Linked DNA regions of Gossypium hirsutum: all the other regions are linked to region 1. Evidence: chromatin contacts called from public Hi-C data. All regions are on one chromosome and are shown on one strand. Each heading gives the region's core, a stretch centred on a gene start, on an enhancer-like site or on the middle of the called end of the contact. The rest is flanking DNA. Distances are from core to core; before and after follow the strand shown.

What was found. A called contact is a pair of places that touch in the nucleus more often than the background predicts.
Region 2: a contact with region 1 is called in a Hi-C map of leaf, with 3 times the contacts expected there. The contact joins the promoter of LOC121202928 here to the promoter of LOC107895125 in region 1. A contact is called at or near these places in 8 of 34 Hi-C or Micro-C datasets (callus, leaf, petal and 1 more).
Region 3: a contact with region 1 is called in a Hi-C map of leaf, with 3 times the contacts expected there. The contact joins the promoter of LOC107895128 here to the promoter of LOC107895125 in region 1. A contact is called at or near these places in 11 of 34 Hi-C or Micro-C datasets (anther, leaf, petal and 1 more).

Annotation. Positions count from the first base shown.
Region 1 is chrA13:88,905,885-88,910,914 of Gossypium_hirsutum_v2.1, reverse strand. It overlaps LOC107895125 (phosphate transporter PHO1 homolog 7), which reads left to right and starts at 2,324. Exons shown (of 12, transcript XR_001683414.2): 1 at 2,324-3,038; 2 at 3,128-3,455; 3 at 3,560-3,608; 4 at 3,705-3,776; 5 at 3,906-4,035; 6 at 4,106-4,226; 7 at 4,323-4,581; 8 at 4,674-4,778; 9 at 4,871-5,030.
Region 2 is chrA13:88,718,267-88,723,296 of Gossypium_hirsutum_v2.1, reverse strand. LOC121202928 (pre-mRNA-splicing factor ATP-dependent RNA helicase DEAH7) reads right to left here and starts at 3,118. Exons shown (of 15, transcript XM_041085144.1): 1 at 2,780-3,118; 2 at 2,036-2,257; 3 at 1,139-1,218; 4 at 797-1,019; 5 at 313-486; 6 at 43-185. The coding sequence starts at 2,783.
Region 3 is chrA13:89,059,852-89,064,881 of Gossypium_hirsutum_v2.1, reverse strand. LOC107895128 (thiosulfate/3-mercaptopyruvate sulfurtransferase 1, mitochondrial) reads left to right here and starts at 3,118. Exons shown (of 12, transcript XM_041085151.1): 1 at 3,118-3,489; 2 at 4,111-4,296. The coding sequence starts at 3,388.

The sequences.
Region 1 (5,030 bases), core at 1,075-3,574:
CAATCAGTAATCCATTAACTAGATTTTTAGTGAGTAGTATGTGAAAATAATAAGCTGAAATGACATTACACATATGATAATATGTTTAACGAATCAGATTTTGGAAATAGCAAAGCTTTACTTAATGGATTTAACAATTATTATTTGGCGAGAACAAAAATTTTAAAATTTAGAAAATCGGAAGACTAAAAATGACCAATTAAAAATAAAGGGATTAAATCCATAAATTTTACTAAGTAGAGAGACTAATAGCATAATTTAATTGAAATTTTATATTCAAAAACTTAAAATCTAAAATACTTGAATAAAATCTCACCATTTGATACGTTTGGTGTCAAAATAATTCCAGGGTTCTAAGTAAAGGTCCTAAAGATAAGATTTGAAATAGTTGAATGTGCGAGACGGGATTCCTATAAGAGTTTGATTTTATACGCTCATTTGAAAACTAGAGGAGGCAAGAAGACAAAACTAATCATAAGATAAACGTGGTGGTTGTAAGACGACAAAGATTATGGAATTATATAGTCAAAGTGAGTCCCCAATTTCTTACTTTATATGATTCAATTTCCGACATTAAACGAGTAATTTCAAAGCATGCATTAGCTAACTTTTTTGTTTAATAATAATTAAACTAACAACAACCATTTTTTTATACCGAAAACGATATAACAATGGCATGTAAGAGACAACACGCGGAAAAAAGATGACCCGCAAGGTTTACCAACTTTATTCTATCAAAGTATGGGAAGATATATTTCTTTTATATAATTCAACAATTATATTATAATGAACAACTCTAAATCTCACGAAATTCATATAAATTACAAAAATATTTAATTGCCATTTTTCTCTATAATTAAATTCACAACACATGGGAGTAGTAAAAAATGAAAGCGTGAATTAATTGTCCATTCCGTGGCCATTATTAAAAGGCCGTGCTTTTCTTTGACGTACTTTTTAAAGATAAAAATAGCAAACAGGGAATTGTGTGGGTTAGCAAACAAAAATCTACATAGCTATTGTTTTTCATAATTTATTACAAGCTAGTTAAAATGTGCTGTTAGACACTGTAATTGTATGTTTAAAAGTTAAAAATCCAGACCTCATATTTCTTCAATTTAAAAATTATAATCTAATTATTATCAGTTTCTATAAGAATTTATCAATTTAACGTGTTTGTTTTATATCAATCATATATCACATCATAAAATAATAACTTAATCAAAATTTCAAATTAATAAATTTACTTTCACTTTTAATTATTGAATTGAGATTTGTAAAGTAAGACGACTTAATTTTTAATTTTTTAAGTATAAGGATTAAGTCTTAAATTTTGTTAAAAACAAGATTAATAACATATTTTAACCTTTTAATTATTTACCTGGTTAATAGAAAAGGATTTTGTGCTATGTGCTGAACATTGTGCTTGAAAATATATGAATAAGACCATTGAAATAGAATTCAATAATCATGTGACTCATGCCTGAATTTTGTATGATAATTTATATTAACATGTGATATTTATAATTTGATTTATTAAATTTAAAAAATTCATACACAAGAGATTGAGATGATAAATAAAGTAAGATTTTAAGCATAACGAATTACATTGATAAATTTGAAATATTTAAAATTTAAAATATGAGGGAATATAAAATATTACCTGTAAAGAAAGGTAAGAGAAATTTTATATTTGGGAACCTGTTGGAAAAATAAACGCTTTAATTTTAATTTTTCTGATTTTAGGAAGCTTTAAATTTATCCAAGCTATGAACTTTTGCATCAATTTGATTGGGATAGTTAAGTAGGTTTCAATTAAAGGTAAATCATGGGAAAAGACAGGCATAGATTAATTTTTTATTTTTATTGTAAGTTTAAAATATAAAATTCTAATAAATCTCATGAAATAATTGTGGGCTTATATATCTATTTTAAGTTTTTGAAAATTTCAAGAAAAATCCAGACAAAAAAAATTAATATATTCTTTTATTTAATTGAAACAATAATTAAAATTTTTTTATTAAACATTTGTTTCGCATGCATGTATTTAAATTGTGTTATCTCATTTCTTATTAAATAAAAAAGTTAAATATTTTTTTTAAAAAAATGTACAATGAGATAGCTAGAAAAGATGTGGGAAGCTAAGCAAGAACAGGATTCGGTGACACGTAAGGGCTCAATCTTTTGAAGTGAATGATATTATTAAATTACATTTTAGATATATGGTTTTAATATCAAAACAAATATTAATTATAATAAATAAAAATACGCACTAAAATACTAAAAGTTCATTACAGGCGCATATAGCTGGCATATTTTATAAGCTACGAATTTAAAAAAAAAAAGTAGATTGAGAGATTGAAAGATCGTGAAAGTTTCCCTGTTCTCATTTCCATAAATCCTAAAGTTATAAAACATTAGTGCCTCTAACCCGTTTGATTGACCAAGTTCCTTCTGCTGTTTTGCTCATCTTTTCCTTCTATAACTTGAGGAGCAAATTAAGTATACTACATCGCATTGCCATAAAATGAAGTTTGGGAAGGAGTTTGCTTCTCAAATGGTGCCTGAATGGCAGGCAGCTTATGTGGATTACAGTTCATTAAAGAAATTTTTGAAAGAAATCCATGGTGTGAAACAAAAGTATCGGCAACCAGATACCCCAACTCGGCTTCAACGAGCATTGACGCTTTATAGAAGCTTTAGCGGTTTGGATCCGAGACGAAACAAAGGTGGGAGTTCATTCGACGATCATGATGTTGAAAACCAAGCGATTCTTGTGAATTCCGTGCGAGGAAATGGCTCAGGGAAGTACGAGACTACTTTTCTTATGGTTGCAGAAGAAGGGGCTGAATATGAGCAAGAGTTCTTTAAAAAGCTTGATAATGAGTTGAATAAAGTCGACAAGTTTTACAGGTCTAAGGTGAAGGAAGTTATGGCTGAAGCAGAAACACTTACCAATCAAATGCATGCTTTAATTGCTTTTAGGATAAAAGTAGATAAATTACAAGAGAATTTTGATGTTTCTGGTTCTAATGACAGTAAGTACTTTTTCTTCCAAGTTCTGCACAAGTTGTTTTCAATTTTACAGTTGAGACACCTTAATTTATAACAATTGCTTCATTTGCAGAAATCATGGTTCCCATGAATGCATTACAAGGCACAACTGAATCAGACAATGATGCTAAGCAATCCAGTAATGGCTGCCTAGAGATTCAAGAAGAGAACCCCAAGAAAGTAGTGAGCAGCATTAGACTTGCTCCACAAGAGGTGTTGAATCACGTGAAGTTGAATCAAGCTATTCAAGCTCCTTTCTCAGCTGCCAAAGTGTACTGTGCTAGCAATACTAACAAGACTCAAATGAATTTTAGCAAGGACAACCTAAAGAAAATCCAAAACCAACTGAAACAAGCCTTTATTGAATTTTATTACAAGCTTCGGCTTCTCAAGAACTACAGGTAACAAATGGCTAATAACCCATTGTATGTATTTGGTTCCCTTTTCCTTCTACTTTTTAACAAATGTATATTGATTAGTCTTCGATGCTTGTGTCTAAGAACAGCTTCTTGAATGTGTTAGCATTCTCTAAAATCATGAAGAAATATGATAAGGTATATATCTTATAAGCCTTCTTAACATCAAACATTATTCGGTGTCAACTCAACCAGGCTTGTCGGTACTGATTGTTCTTCTTTCTTGGGTCTCAGATCACATCAAGAAGAGCATCAAAGTATTATATGAGGACGGTGGATGATTCTTATATAGGCAACTCCGACGAGGTAGGTGGCTTCCCAGTAAAATACCTTGGTTTTGATAATTAACAATTCAAAATTCTAGTGTCATTGTTATTCGTACATAGATACTTTAGAAAAATTGAAGAATCGGGGAACATAAGCTTGTTGTTTCAGGTAACTAAGCTAATGGAAAGGGTAGAAGCCACATTTATCAAACATTTCTCAAATTCAAACCGAAGTAAAGGGATGAACCAGTTGAGACCAAAATCAAAGAAAGAAAGGCATAGTACATCATTTGGCACAGGTAATCATTATACCCATTTAATGCCTTTTACCCCTTAAAGAAGATATTTATTGGAAAATTGATGTTTCAGGCTTCTTTGCCGGCTGCACAGCGGCCCTCATACTAGCTCTGGTTTTGATTATACATGCCCGCAATATCCTCGATAAGGAAGGAAGAGTTCAATACATGGAAAGCATGTTTCCAGTATATAGGTTATTTTCTTTTACTATTTTACTCCACTCTGTTGTTTCAGCTACACTGCAAATGTGACAAATTTAACAAAGTCATCTTAACTATGAACATTGCAGTTTGTTTGGGTTCATGGTTCTACATATGCTCATGCATGCTGGGAATATATACTTTTGGAGGCGATACAGAGTTAATTATTCCTTCATATTTGGGTTCAAGCAAGGAACAGAGCTGGGCTTTCGAGAAGCTCTTTTCTTGAGTTTTGGCCTTGCAACGCTAGCACTGATCAGTGTGGTCTCCAACCTTGACATGGAAATGGACCCTAAAACTGGAGATTATAAAGCATTAACTGAGCTACTTCCTTTAAGCTTGCTTTTGGTAAAAACTAAAAACTATTTCACTTCATAATCGCAAATCCCAGTTCAGCAAAACCATTTTTTGATCTATTTACTTTTTGCTTTCTCAACCAGCTTGTGATAATTGTATTGCTTTGTCCTTTCAACATCCTTTATCGCTCAAGTCGCTTCTTCCTGCTCAGAACTTCGTTTCGTTGTATCTGTGCGCCCCTCTACAAGGTAAATATATATCGTTTGTTGAATCAGAAGATTTGGGAACCTTTCAGTTGATTTTCAGCAAAGATGGTCCGTGACTTGTAATATTGATGCAGGTAAAATTTCAAGATTTTTACTTGGCAGATCAGTTTACTAGTGAGGTACAAGCATTTAGAAGTGTGGAATATTACATTTGCCATTATGGTTGGGGAGACTTCAAACTCAGACAAAACACATGCAAATCGAATGACATATTCAACACTTTTTATTTCATCG
Region 2 (5,030 bases), core at 1,869-4,368, 190 kb after region 1:
AAAGAGGAAGGGAAAAGGAAATAGGAAAACACTTTATGCTACCTCAAATGACTGAGAACTTTCCCTTGAAAAGCTAAGCTGGTGTGATGTCCGACCATATCTAGAGCTTGAAGATTTTACAGATGCCCCAGAGGCTCGTATTGCAACTGGAGAAGGAGACGCATGGTCCCAAGGAGAAGCACTAACTGTACCAAATTTCAGCATGAGGATAAAAGATGTTTGGTCTCTTAATTCAAAATATTGAAATAAAAGAAGACGAGAACAATCAATAAAATCCACAATAAGAAAGGCTTTATATACTGAATAACATACCAGTTGAACGAGGAGTTCGGTCTCCCATCCATGGAGAAACTAATCTAGCATCAGGTGAAGCCCCAAGAAACATTGGAGCTGGAGAAGGTTGATGGCGCCTGCTACTACCAGAGTAACTATCCCAGTTTGGGGTATCTTGCCATTCCCATCTCCCATCATCCCAATCAGATCTGCCTACAAAGGATTAAGATGTCAATTACCATCTTGCCCATTAGCAAAGACGCCAAAAAGATAGCATGAATCTAAAAGAGCACAAACTCTAAGAAGTATGTTGAATTCATAAGCTATCAAGGACTTCCTCAAACCTAAATGTTTTAGTTCCAAGTAATCAAGTTTGAATACATTAATCCATCATCTCCATACCACCCAGCCTCAGAAACATGCACAAACGTAATTGTTTCGCTTGACAATCCAAATGCAAATGATATTAGTTCAGAGATACAGTACCCAATCATGCATCCATTCAGTTTGAAGTATCACATACCAGGTGTCCTACTTTCATATCTATTCCGGCTTCTTCTATAATCTTCACCATATCGGCCATGGGTGTCTCTTCTATCATCATAATAGTGTCTTTTTCTTGCAATCCTGTGCTCATTTCTAGAATCATCACTGGAACCTCTTCTCTCCATACCATGATCTTCTCTCTCATACCTTAAACTCCTAGAAGAGACAGTACGGGAACTCTGACTAGGTGAAGCTGGAACCTTCAATTGAAAGAATAATCAGATGCATACAAGGTTTGATATGTTTGCAGAATAATATATAGCTATATTTAAAACAAAAAGAATACCAGAATGATATTGACAGCAAGTTATACACTTACATCCGAACTCCTATGTTCTCTTGAGCGAGGAGTACCAAATGTATCATCACTTCCTCCACTGTCTAGCGTAACTCCACTTTCTGCAATATAGCAACAAAAGAAATTTAATTGAATAACAGAAGGAAAACATAAACACAGCAAGAGCATAAAAAAGAAAAGGAAAAAAATGTCCTCCAGACACAAGGGGCATCAGGGCTTGTTAAAACAAGGGATTACTAGTGAAAAAGGTATATACTATCAGAATCACCATGTTTGACCCCTGCCCCCACTAAAAATAAAAAAACAAAAAAATTCCGCCAGACCCCAACCTTTTCTTCCACACTAAAGGCAAATGACGAACACTAAACACAAGGTTAAGAAAGCGTGAGTTGAAAATCCATCTTAATTCTTAAATCTTAAATGTCAAAACTGGTCATCAGCATGCAAACGACTTGGCTGTATAACTTCCGCAATAAGTTATGCTGTCATCATACTATGCCTCAAATCAAATATATAGGTTACCCATCCACAGAGAGAAATGCATGTATAGGCATAAATAACATCATCTCCTTCTGCCAAATACATTAGACAGTTTGTGGAGAGGAGAGACCAAAAAACAATCATTAATTGTAAGAACAGATTACGCCTGGCCTATATGCTTCTATGCCACCTTAACTAGAAACTATTTCACAGGATTGATTGCCAAATACTCAAGCATGCACTTAAACATCAAGTTTTGAACCAAAAAAATTGGAGCCAAGGGAATAGGAACAATAAATCTTCTCATTATCAGCATATGATGATTTAGTTATGTTGCTGCTTACTATAAAAGTTTTACATTTAAAAAAGAAAAAACGGTTTCTTAATTAAAAACCATTACTAAGCTTATTAAAGACAAAATAAAAATAAAAAGCTTACCAGAATTAGTTGTTTCACTAGCTGTCTTATCACGATAGCGTCTGTTAGTGTGGCTTCGGCTGCCATTTGTAACAGTACTCCTAGTTTCTTCAACTCCAGAAGATTCAAACCCCTCATCCACATCAACAGATGCCGCAATGCAGGTTATTTTTTCTTTTGGAACCTTGAATCCATCATCAACTTTAGGATTTCCTTGCTTCTCTCTAGCACCAACGTCCAAACCTAATAACTTAAAAAAATTCAATCAACAAACAGAAGGCGAATTGGAGGCAGAAATACCTTAAAGAAACATTCAACTGCATGCTGTAATGGTATCCATAGGAAGAAGAAAACGGTAAGGTATTACAGATAATTTAAAATGTAAAAGTGCCAAGCAAATTTGGGCAACAGAACTAAAATGTCATTACTTTTTTTTTCTCTTTTTTTAGACAAAGAGAGAATTGAATAGAATCATGGGTCATGGTAAGATATCAGAGAAAACAGAGCGGTGAAAGTACTCTCAAGAACAAAACCATCAGAACAGACCGTACACGGAGGAGCAATTATTACTATGAAAGCTGAATAAGAGCACAAAAAACACTACTTTAAAGACAGTTTGCTATCCAAAGTCACAGAAAACATAGCTAAGTAGAAGAAAACCAAAAGAATCAGGTCATCTAAAAATTTCACCCCCAAACCCTAAATTGATACTTGCACATGAACAAGATTTTGAAAGTGAAGCGGCAAGACTACTAGCAAACTTACTCATAGTTAATCTATACAATAAGGTTGAGATGAATGATATATCCTTCGTTTCCCGAACTCAGCAATTTGGGATGCAGTACCCAACACGATCCGACAGGGATTCCAACACGGGATACGGGTCAGATCCGGAAAAAAACAGCGGACACGGCGGTGTGGGAGAACTGAGATGAGAAGAGAAGAAAAGGAACAAAAAAAAATTGATTTGCCGAGACGAGATGGAGATGGACGATGGTAGGATGAAGATGACGATAGAAGAAGGGAAAAGACTTTAAATAATTGAAAAAAAGAACTTCCCGTGTAATGAATGCAGTACCCTATATTTGTATTTGGTTTAAATATGTGAGAGGTGCCTATACTCTTTTGAAATTTAAAAGGACGTCTCTACATTTTAGTTTTGAGATATTAAATTTTTTATTTTTTTAATTTAAAAAACTTTATTTCTTTATCTAATTTTGCGGTTAAATTATTAATGTAGCAATTAAAAAATGGTAAAATAATTTTGTAGTCTTCAAAGTTTATAATTTTTATTAATTTGGTTTTATAATTTTTACTAATTTAGTCGTTATTTTTTAAAAGTATATAAATATTATAAAAAAATTTTAAAGTTCAAAAAAATTAAAATCTTTTAAAATTCATTTTAAAATTTTATATCATGAAGAATATAAAAATTTTCAAAATTTAGAAAAATATATATTATTTACTCTTTAAATAATAATTAGAAATGTTCACTAGTAGTAGAACCCACCTAGCCCAAAATAGGGTTAGGCTTAGATTTATATTTTTTAACCTTAGGCTAGCCGAACTCAGCTTGTTTTACCATTTAAAATAATAAAAATGTAAACAAGTTATATTGATATTTTTTTAATAATTAAATTTAAATATAATTTTTTTATTGTTTTTAAACAATGAAATGAGTGATTCAAGTAAAGCGAGCTTGAAGTTGGAAAAGTTTTTGAAATTAGGCATTGGCATAACCTGGTCTGGCTTGGCCCACTAATATTTTTAATGGTAATAAAACTTTTGCAAAGTTTGAGCTATTCAATCAATTCTTATTCGATCACGGCGAGGGGCAAGGCAAAATAGAAAAACTCACATTGGGTTTAAGCATATTCAGGCTTGAACTGATACTTCCAACACGTCAAGGTGACACTCTACCGCTGAGTTATCTCCTTTTCCCACCCTCATCAAGAAATAGAACTGACTAATCCTAAGCCAAAGGATTAGGTAACTCAACAATGCTACTACTATTGAACAACTTGGCACAACTGGGGTATCCTAGATGTAATACCTCCTACCAGTATTCATTGCCAGAATAGGGTATGAGGCATTGCCGGAGTTTACAAATTAATTTTTTTACTCAATATAGCCCCTTTATAAATATTTAACCTTCCCTGCAATATTAAACCGAGACTAATCCACATCAACCAATCCAATTCAACATATTTTCAAGATAGATTCATGCATTTTTATAAGATAACCTCATCACATACCAAAACCAAGATTTGTTAGCCATACCAATAGCTGACCTTACATTCATATCACATTAACATTTACTTTATTAGCTTATACATGCCATTGATTTCCAAAATAAAGTTTCTTGATATACCAAAATCTTGAAGTTGATAGTGTGATGTGTCTCCGACCAAGTCCGACCTCCGAGCTCTTAACACTACAAAACAGGGAAAAAGGAAATAGGGTAAGCACTTTGTGCTTAATAAGCTCATGTAACAAGAATTATACTTACCTAATATTTTCAATACAGTGAAATAAACATTCATATATCCATTCAATGCATTATTACCCTAACATGCACAAACTCAACATTCAAGTTAGTACAATGATTTCCATGTGTCAATAATATATATACCATGATTGATGAGCTCATCAATACCATGATTTCCATTCCCTTATTATTTTTCCATATTTATCCCATTGAAGTTCTTGGAATTTTCGATGGATTTTCAGAGGTACACTTTTAGTGTACATTTCCGGGTCCGTCAATTCATATACATGTGAGCACAGTTCCATTTCAGAGAGCACACTTCCGCGAACCTCATCCTTACAGTGGGATTACCAATCCAGGCTAAATCTCTTATAATATAAACTCATAGAGTATTGTCGGAATTACCAGTCCAGGCTAAATCCCCTACAACGACAATTACTCTAATGAGCTTGGATCTGAATTACCAGTCTAGGCTAAATTCAGACCCTAATTCGGATTACCCGTCCGGGCTAAATCCATTTTACACAT
Region 3 (5,030 bases), core at 1,869-4,368, 150 kb before region 1:
TCTCGAACGACGATCCTCACATCCAAAACTAATTTGGGATACCTACAACGAGTCTTTTAGACGATATTTATGTGAGACTTAGATATTGTTTTCAAGATTCTCAAGATTTTCGGGAAAACACATAAAAGATTCGAAACCAATTTTGGAAAATTGACAAGAGTGACTTTGTTCCAAAATTCTAAAGTGCTACGTAATTGGAAATAAAAATACTTACTGATCTTTAATAGGATTATGATGGTTTTTTATGATAGATCCGACGATTAATGAACAAACAGGTTCAAATGAGGATTGATCTTGACTTGGGTTTCCAAAAGATCAATTTTCAAAAAAAGAATGTAAAAGTTTTATGAAAAGAAAAGAAAAGAATGAAAGAAGAGGAAGAATTTTAACGGGAAGAAAAAGAGGATTTTAATTTAGGTTTGAAAAGTAATTAGAATCAATGTATAGTTAGGAAAAAGTTATTGAATACTTAGGGTTTTAAAATTGGAGGGCTGATTAGACAATTAGCTCTTCTTGTCATCCAAAGAGAGGAAATGGAAAGGATGGTAGCATGACTTGAACCTAAGGACAAGAGTAGATGAAAAGCTTAACCACTTGGGTTGGTGCCCTTTCTTGGTTTATTTCCACCATATTTAATATTTATTATAATGTGGTTTTTATCCTTGGTTGCTAAAGCTAAAAAGAAAAGAAATGAGAGAGATGGGGTTTAAACCTAAAATCTCTTAAGAGTATACTAAACAGTTAACCATCAAGACCTAATTATTTGTTAATTGTTTATTTCATCTAACCTATTATATTTTGAAGCGTTACAATTAATATACTTGTTATTTGACTCAAAATATCCCGATGAAAATGCTTACAGTAGGGGTATTCATTGAGTAGAGTAGATGTAGCTTTACAAGCATCCTCTTCATGAATTCGAATATCCAACCTAAACATTAAAACGGTGCGCTGACCTTTCTTCTAAGCTTAATTTTTGAGCCGTTGCAAATTTTTCATTTATAACTTTATTACTCCATTATCCATCATTTAAAGTAATGATGTTTTTATTGATTATTTTTAGGGTAAAGTATAGAAATGATGAATAAAGTATTGTTAGCGTTCTATTTTGGTCACTAAATTTTTTACTTTTCCTATTTTGATCACTAAACTATTCAAAATAAAATTTTCGTCACTGACAATTAACAACTGTTTGAAATTTGACGGAAGTGCTGACATGAGATTTTTTTATTGGTCTAATAACAAATTTAGTCATATGATATTTTCATATTCTATTAATTTGATTCTAAAATTTTATATAAAAAATTATTTTAAAAAATAAAACAATATTTCACTAAAATTATAAAGTATTTGCATAAATAAATATTTCACTAAAATTTTTTGGAACATACTTTTTTAATTTAATTTCTCAATTATTTTTTTGAAGTTTTAATTTTTTTAACTACTAATATCATTTTCTTTGCTTTTTTTTATCATACCCATCACCTCCAAAAAGCTTCATTGACGAATAAAAAAACAAAAATGAAGCCTCAAATTGATGAATGAAAATTGAAACTTAAAATCAACAAAAAAAATTGTTTGAAAATTTTATTTAAACCACTTTATTCAACAAATGATCGGAAATTTCAAACACATTATAGTCTTCTTCAACAAATTGATTTAGCATTGGCATTATGTGAACTGTTATGTCAGTAAATTTATTAGATGTGAATGTTTTCATCTATTTTTAAGTGCTTTGACAAACTACGTAGTTAATGTTATAAAAGAAGCAAAAGAATTTGTCATTTTGTAAATGTTAATGGCTAAATTTATTGAATTTTTAGAATTTTAACTAAAATGAAAAAAAAATGTAAACATTGAGTGCTAAATTTGTTGAATATTTTATATTTATGATCAAATTGATAGATTATGTAAATATTAGGGGGCTAAAATTATTATTAGACTAATAAAAAAAGCTCACGTCAGTACTATATTAATATTCAAACGGCTTTTAACATTCTGTGATGAAAATGTTTGATTTCATAGAATTTAGTGACCAAAATAGAAAAAACTTTAAAAGTTCAGCGACCAAAATAGAACAACGACAATGTTTTAGTGACCATTTCTATACTTTACTCTTAAAATCTAATATAAAATATTATAAAATTCATTATTACTAAACATAAATATTTAATTATTTATATATAATATAATAAAATATTAATAAAATTCATTATTTTAATAAATTATTTAATATTAAATATTATTTTAATTTAATGATAAAATTTTAAAAATAATAATTTAAAATTTAAACAATATTCTTAATAAATTATTAAAAAATATTTATATTAATATTTTAATAATAAACATATATTACAATTTATTAATATTAAATAATAAATATTTTAATTATATATATAAACATTTGTTTAAATTATGGTTAACTTAATTTATCTTTTCTAACTTAAATGTGTCACCGTCCATTTTTATATATGTAATTTATATAATTTAAATTATGTGTGACTATCCATTGTCATTATTATAAATATTATCTTATTATAAAATCAATTTATATAGTCAAAAGGTAATACTATAACATTTTGTAATAAATATATTTATTTTGGATTTATTTCACTAAGGGCAACTTTAAAAAAATATTTTTAAGAAAATTTATGAAAGAAACGTGAATCCATTTTCCAAAATTAATTTGGCATAATTGCATTTTTACTTTTAAACTTTAAAAAAAGTTATTTTAACTTTCTATTTAAATTTTTTTTATCTCTTTTAGTAATTGAATTTGTTTTGATTGTCAAATTACTTCAAAATAAATGAAAAAATTAACATTTGTTAACTTTGTTGATGCATACATTAGTAAGTAATTAAAAATTTCAAATTTTTTATAATTTTTATATTTTTTAAATTAAAAAATTAATTAATTACTCACATAATAATCTATGTGTATATCACATTAACAAAATTAATGTTAACTTTATTATCTATTTTGAGATAATTTAATAAACAAAAAAAAGTTAAATGAATGCGAAAATGGTTTTATTTTTTATTTTTTATAAAATTGGATACCGAAATAAGTGATTATGCAAATTAATTTTCCAAAAGCTGTTTTAGCACGCCCAATCTTGCTCAGCCATTGATTGGCTCTGACACAATTACGAAGCAAATGGAACTTGATCCCAGATTGAACCCAACTCAAAACGAACCGGAAGGATCGAATATGCAAACAACCCGACCCGATCCGGCTTCCCCTTGAAATTCCAAATCCAAGTAGAGTTAAACCAACACGTTGTCCATATCAGTGTCCACAGTTCACTCCTTCTTGAAGCAGACGACAAAATATATAATCTCTCTCAACAGCCTCAAGCCCCTCTCTTTTTTATGTTTTGTGCGTAAATGGCATCATCCCTTCTCTCTAGAACTCTTTTGGGTCACCGCTTAATTCGATTTTCCTCGTCTCTCCCTCAGAACCCCTTGATTTTCTCTAATCTTTTCAATGTAAGTGACAACCTCTCTCTTTCTTTTCAAAATTATTATTTTGGGTTTTTTCTGATTGTTCTAATGGGTTTTGCTTTCTGGAAATCTGAAAAGTGAGTCCTTTTCTTTTGTCTTGCATGTGATTATTCTATCACTTGTATAATGGGTTTGAGTTCTGATTTTTTTTTTCAATTTTATATCTTCACCCCAAGTTTTGTATAGGGCTTTGACTATTGCTTTGGAGAATTTCATCTTTTCTTTAGTAAAAATGTATTTTTTATTTTACTGTTCTTACTTAAGGAATGCATATGCATAAGATTAAGATTGTTATCTATTCTGGGTGTTTGTCTTTTATTTTTATTTTTAATTTCTAGTTATGTTTATGTTTGCTGTAGCCGAAATAATGCATTAAAAGTATCTAATGCTCTGATGGGTACTTTTCTTTTTGACTTGAAATTTGGCTACTCTGAATAATTCACTAACATGGGCATGTTGCTCTGTGGTATTTTGATACTACTCCGTTATTGAGTACCTCTGGCTCTGGTGAAGACATTAACTTCGAACACACTGATTCATCTCGTAATAGTTTTTATGGTCACGTGGCTCAGTTCTTACGCTGTACTTTTATGTTACTTGCAGAAGAGAGAGTTCCGTGTACAGGCTGAGTCTTACCATACCACATATAAGGCCTCTGGTCAGCATTCTCGTTTAATGGCTTCTGCAGCAATTGAGACAAGAAGTAATTTTTCGACACAGTCTCTTTCTACCAATGATCCGGTTGTTTCTGTTGATTGGCTTCATGCTAATTTAAGGGAGCCTGATTTGAAGGTACTAATATTTATACGTGGACCAGTGACCCTTTTAAAATTTAAGCATTGTTTTTTTATGAAATTGTTTTGAACTTATTTAGTTTGGAAGTGTGGTTGTCATGAATGACAATATGACATCATATGCATTCGCCACTTTTGGTATTCTCCGCTTTATTCTCTGAGAATAGAAAGGCATACATGCAATATTATTAATTTTATAGTTAAGGTTTTGCATGGAACTAAATTAGCATGTTCATCGGCATCACCTTTCAATTTCTATGAGGTTATGAGATTATTATCAAATTAAAATTTATGTAGTATGGCTCTTGGAATTTTGTGTCTCCTAGGGAAATCTAGATGTTGATCCTAGGGTTTTCTCCTTATTATCCTTCTTCTGCCACTGTTTCAGTGTTACAATCAGCTATAAATCAGTGTCTTAAACTTAATAAGAATAATCTATCAAACTGTAACTAAGTTCAGGTTAAAATAACTGCCAAATTTCAAGCCCTACCTTCAGTTACCAATCACAGTAATTATTTAAGACTACAACAACTCCTAAAAGCTAACAATCCATCATCCAGGTTTCCATGCATGGCCATCTTTTGGTTTCTTATTTGTCCTCAAATATGTATCTTCTCGGGCAGGAAAAAAGAGTAATAGGTAAATTTTGGTTTTAACAAAAACATAGGTCCCCTCTGAGATGGGGGATCATTTTACGACAGTTTCTTGTAGAAACTCCCCCCTCCCCCCTCC